Regions from separate parts of the Mus musculus genome. Here region 1 is linked to region 2. The links are chromatin contacts, called in public Hi-C maps. All regions are on one chromosome and are shown on one strand. Each heading gives the region's core, a stretch centred on a gene start, on an enhancer-like site or on the middle of the called end of the contact. The rest is flanking DNA. Distances are from core to core; before and after follow the strand shown. Region 1 holds the start of 4930474M22Rik (RIKEN cDNA 4930474M22 gene). Region 2 overlaps Smoc2 (SPARC related modular calcium binding 2).

Region 1 (2,732 bases), core at 68-2,567, 45 kb before region 2:
CAACAACACGGCTCAGAGGTACAAAGGGAGAATTGCACTCATGTTCCACACATGCTCTCCAACATGTTGATGAAGCCAGTCACCAAATCATAGAATCAAATGTGAGAACCTCAGACTCTATCTATCTATCCTGGAACCCTCTCTACTCCTGCTACATCTGGTGACTTAGGCCAGCCCCACAGAGAATCCAAGTGTTAAGCCAGCTAAGCCCACTGGGACAACTGATCTCCTAGAGGTGATTATTTCACTGCCCTTGACTTGGCCTGAATGTTCCAGTAGAGCCTATGAACTGTGCTGGCCAGTTACCGCCAATGGTTCTACAATCAGGAGGGAAGTCACGTTTGAACGGATAGCCATTGTGATTAGAACAGGAACAGGTTGGGGGTTAGAGCTGTACTCAGCTTATGTTCCTGAGACTTGCTGCTCTCCTGGCCAGGTGACAAGATGCTGACCACCCGTGGTCACTTCTACGTGGTTGACAACAACCAATGGCATACCGTGTATCTCCTATACACCAGACCGTAAGGCATCCTGTCAAATCCAGGAAGCAACCCCTTCGACACAAAACCCCAACATGATTAAAGTGCAGAGTAGTGACGTAAGTAAGGCTTACTGTGGCGCTTCCTGGTGTTGGCTTTACCCTCCTCTCTGGTGACACCCAAGCAGCCCATGAGCTCCTGCACGGTGATGGACTTGTCATTGTTCATGTCGCAGTACTCCACAAACTTCTTCACACACTTTTTGGGCTTGGATTTCTTTCGCAGGAACCTCTTAAAGGGTTTGATCTCCTTCTTGCCAATGTCTCCACTAGAGTTCTTATCAAGCAGCTTGAAGTACCAATGTACAACCCTCTCCTCCAGGGTGTGGCTGGGGTCTGGCTCTGACAGCCTAGAGGATGAGCAAGCATGTCAGACAGAAGGCGGAAGCTGCTGTGCCCCCTGACTCTGGCTCCCCCCTTCCCCACCCTCACACCTGTGCCTACCCTGATGCACTACCTGATACGGCCACCTTCAAATATAAGCCTGTGTGTTCAGAACAAGGAACACCACAGCAATGTGTGCACTGTGGTTATTCAATCACCCAAGGCCTTGAGTTCAAGGTCACTGACCTGAGACCTGGGCTCAGGTCAAGAAATAACAGCATCCACCAAAGGCATCTAAAGTGCCAGGCTCTCTACCTTAATGTGATAATTTGTCTACTGTGTATGCAAGAGACACGTAAATAGATGAGGTGATATCAAATTTTTTTTCAGTTATAACTAGACAGTTTTCTTTGGAATTCTTTTAAAGCTGTACATTCTGAGATACAGATAAGTCAGGCTGTGAGTCAAACCTTGACACTGTGCCGGAAGGACGTCCACCTCTCACCTGAGGTGAAGAACCTATGCCATCACTTTGGACTCAGCGGACTCCACTGTTTAGATGGACTTTCCTCTGTGAGAGTGCAAACACAGCAAGCAGATGCCAACAGCCCCCAGCGACTGGGCTCGCAGGCACTATTGTGGGTCAGACACTCAGAAGGCAAGTCAGTCACTTCTATAGTACATGACAGGAGGTTGAAATTTAGTTGACTTCTTTTGCCTTAGCTTGTGCAAATGTGACACTTCCCCCTCAGTGTTCCTTCTCCCCTTATGCCTTCCTTAGCAAAGAAAGCACAAGATGAAGGGTGGCTTTATGCTAAGGAGGCTTCATACAGGAGACAGCCAGGAGCTCGCTGTCAGGACGGCATGGGAACAAGTGTTTTTAGAAAAACAAAAAAAAAAAACTTTAAAATAAAGTTTCTTTTAGAAATAAGAGTGAGAGATTGTGAACACCCAGAGCTGAGTTTAAGTACTGAAGTACCACCTGGACAGCTCCATCACCCTGTACTGTGAGGAAGTGGGCACACAGGCACCGTTATTCCTACCATGACAAAAAAAAAAAAAACCAAGTCTCACTGTGTCTACAGTGTACACAGGAGAGCATCTGTAGGGTGAGCCTTGTTGGTGGGATCAAGGCCCCAGCTGTACACTTGAACCTGGATAAGAAGATAAGCCTCACATGTGCATAGCAGGGATCAACGATAAATAAGTCCCAGCACTCGGGAGGCAGAGGCAGTGGCTCCCTGAGCTCAAGGCCAGCCTGGTCTGCAGAGTGAGTTCCAGGACAGCCAGGGCTACACACAGAAGCCATGTCTCAAAAACAAGTAAACAAACAAACAAACAAACAAAAACCAAAAAGCCAACTTTTTTTGAGTTGCAGAATTCCAAAGTAGATAAGTCAAAACCCAGTAGATAAGTCTCAGACTCAGTTTCAACCTATAGATCCACCCAAAGCAAGTGTGTTCCTCTTCTCAGGCCTCCCTGGGCCCCAGGAGCCGCTGATCATGAAGAGGGAGGCTGTTCCCCATGGTCCGCCTCCTCTAAGGCGCTCTCTTCTCTCTGTCTCTGTCTCTGTCTCTGTCTGTCTCTGTCTCTGTCTCTGTCTCTCTCTCTCTCTCTCTCTCTCTCTCTCTCTCTCTCTCTCTCTCTCTCAGACATTCAAGTGAACTGCCTGATCTCACATGGCCACCGGCCAGGAAGAATTTAGCTTCCCAGATTCCTTCAAACTTCTGGGCTTCAAGCCAGCATATTGCTCTGCAGCAAGACACAGTATACCTGCCAGAAGAGGAAGAGGGGTCAGAGACGGCATGAACCATGTCTGTGGAGAGCGCATCCAGGACACTTGTCAGAAACTCGTGCTTTTTGGCACCAG
Region 2 (2,700 bases), core at 50-2,549:
AACACGTGCTTGCTGTGGAAACAAATAGCTCCCGGCTCGTGGAGCTGCTTTAAGGACGAAACGACACCATGCGTAACCAGAGTCCTTAGCTTGACGCACAACCAACGCCATCTCCTTTCTGTTCTGGAGCTCTGTTCGCACAGGAAACCCCTACTGCACCAGCGATTGGATGATGGCAAACGGAATTTCGTCTGTCTTCAGAGAATACGGTTAAATGTGCCTCTTTACCTGGAGATGCATTGGTGTGTTTCAAAGCAGCCTAGCCCAGGCTCCACTCAATTTCATTGCCTTATTTAAAAAAAAACAAAAAAACAAAAAACACAAGTCTAGAGCTTTGAATACTCTGATCATTTACAGTTTGATTGAACATTGAAATCTGAGAGTTAGGCATGACTGAAATTAACATACCCCCTCCCCCATATAGTTAGGAAAATTAAATCAACTCCACCGTGTGCATTTTTAAGTAGGATAATGAGCATTTTAAAAATCACTCATGGTTACAGCTACACTTAATGGGAATTATGCAATTTGTATATTTTGATCTCTTCAAATGACCAAAGCTCTACAACTTAAGAGTCTAAATGGTATTTTGATGGTTTTATAAGTTTGCTTTTGAAAGAAAAAAAAAAAAGGAAAAACCTAGAAGTTACAAAATGAAATGTAACTCATATTATTTTCCCCCAGGGAGTGTAATTTAACTTGATTTAAAGCAGAATTAAAAGATAATTATCTTTTGGCATTAATTTTAATATATGCAATAAAGCAAAAGTTATCAATCCCGAATAAGGGAGAAAATATTTCCACTGCGGGGGTCCCATAAAACCACAGGACATGGTGACCATCAAGGGTGTCCTCTTGGACATAAGCCAAAGAAATGCTTAACCGTTGAGGAGGGACAGGGAGAGGGGAGGGGAGGGAGGTGTCCAAAGATGACACAACCCAGGCCTCTCTGTTTTCTCCAGCTTGTGCAAAATCCAGAAAGACAGTAAAAGGTTGGCCAGCCTATGTTCCATGGTCATCACAGAGACTGAGTGCAGGAAGCACTCTCTCCTGGAGGTCTGCAGAGGCTCAGTGTTGGGCTCTGGAGCGGCTGGAAGAGCCAGGGACAGAGAGAAAAAGCAGATACTCAACACCCCCACTCCGCATTTAAAAATAAACAAGTCAGTGAGACATCCAACATCTATCCCATACCGCAAGTGGGAGGAAAGTTCAACTGCTGATGCAAGGGCTGTATCCAGGAGCCCTTCAGAAGTACAAGTGAGGGCCAGCCTCTGGCTAGTACCCAGGCGGGGCTGCCTGCAGGCGACTAGAACTAAAGCCACAACAACATGACCTAAGAGGGAAGAATAGAGATTACCACAGCCCTGAGAACGCACCCTTGAAGTAGTAGCTGGTGACCATGGATACTCTGCTCACCATCGCTCCTCTACTACAGGGTATAGCTGTAGCCTTTCAGAGCTTCCAGGTGGTAGCAGATATGGAGGGCCCTGTGTTACTATATATAACAGAGCCTGCCTTCCTTAAGGAGCATCAATAGATCCTTCAGACACAGAGGGGAGCCACACCACCCCACTCCTCTCAGGGCTAGCAGAGGCGGTAACTTTAGATGCTGTGCTCCACAGGTTCCATGCTGACCCTGGTAAGTGCCACTTGGGTGGCTGATCTGAGGTCCACATGGCTTCCATTTGACCTGGCAGTAACCTCTGAAATATTTCAGTGTCCATGTAGGGGCGGGGAAAACAAAAGGTAGCAACTGCTGCCCTACCTGGTGTGGAGTCACTCATCTATGGATGTTGAGAGAAGTTTTGAGCCTTGTTGGAGTGAGAATCCAGTTCTTGGTTCTGGCAAAGATTGTGACCTCTGGAAATAATGAGTACACAGCAGCCTGGCTCTTGTTTGTTGTTTGTTTTTTGCTGTTTGGTAAACGATGATGCTTGCTTTGTGGAGGGGAAGCGCATCACGTGAACATGGTCTAAATAGAATCTTGCTGGAGAGTCTTCAAGTCACCACTCACTGAAAGATCTCTCTTCCCAGAGATAGGCAACTGGCCTAACATCTCATCTCTATGGTTCTTTTTTTTTTCCTAGAGTGCATCATCTGGATAAATTGCACATGGCTGTAGAGGTGCAAATAGATGCTCCTGTACTGACCTTCATTCTCCCACAGACAGGACCTCTCCATGTATTAAACTGACAAGACTCAGGCTTATACTCCGGAGCATGCTTCTTATTTAGAATGGGTCATAAAACCCTGTCTTAAGTTACTTTCTGTTGTGGTGAAGAGAGGCCATGACCAAGGCAACTTTTAGAAGAAAGTATTTAAATGGAGAATTGCTTACAGTTTCAGAAGGCAAGTAGAGTCATGACTATCATGGTGGGGAGCATGGCAGCAGACAGGCAAGCATGGTGTCAGAGCAGTTGATGAGAACTTACATACTAAGACAACATCCAAGAAACATGGAAAGAGACAACTGGAGTAGTATGGGCTCTTGAAACTTCAAAGCCCACTCCCAGTGACATAGCTTTTCCAACAAGGCCACACCTCCTAGCCCTTTTCAAACAGTTCCACCAACTGGGGAAAAGCATTCAAGCATATGAGCTTATGAGGACAATTCTCATTCAATCTACGACAAACCCTATACGAATGGGGAGTCATGATTCATGAATAACATTTACTTTGTGACCCTGTTAACAGACAATG

Evidence for each region. Hi-C and Micro-C count contacts between places; a contact is called where the count stands out from the background.
Region 1: a contact with region 2 is called in a Hi-C map of uterus, with 5 times the contacts expected there. The contact joins the promoter of 4930474M22Rik here to the enhancer-like site in region 2. A contact is called at or near these places in 1 of 15 datasets of contacts at CTCF or cohesin (the NIH/3T3 cell line), 2 of 484 Hi-C or Micro-C datasets (embryonic stem cells and uterus), 3 of 115 datasets of contacts at active chromatin or transcription factors (cardiomyocytes, embryonic fibroblasts and embryonic stem cells) and 3 of 9 other capture datasets (adipose tissue, liver and pancreatic islet).

What each region holds. Positions count from the first base shown.
Region 1 is chr17:14,397,527-14,400,258 of GRCm38.p6, reverse strand. 4930474M22Rik (RIKEN cDNA 4930474M22 gene) reads left to right here and starts at 1,317. Exons shown (of 3, transcript NR_027986.1): 1 at 1,317-1,520. Smoc2 (SPARC related modular calcium binding 2) reads right to left here. Exons shown (of 13, transcript NM_022315.2): 10 at 2,636-2,732; 11 at 614-888.
Region 2 is chr17:14,352,165-14,354,864 of GRCm38.p6, reverse strand. All of the region lies in intron 7 of Smoc2 (SPARC related modular calcium binding 2), which reads right to left. Among named protein-coding and RNA genes, the nearest start is that of 4930474M22Rik, 45 kb to the left of the region's middle. Within about 2 kb of position 1,299, at least 10 of the 459 cell types and tissues checked have an H3K27ac peak or open chromatin away from gene starts, as enhancers often do. A contact at or near this core is called in uterus, where this site is marked.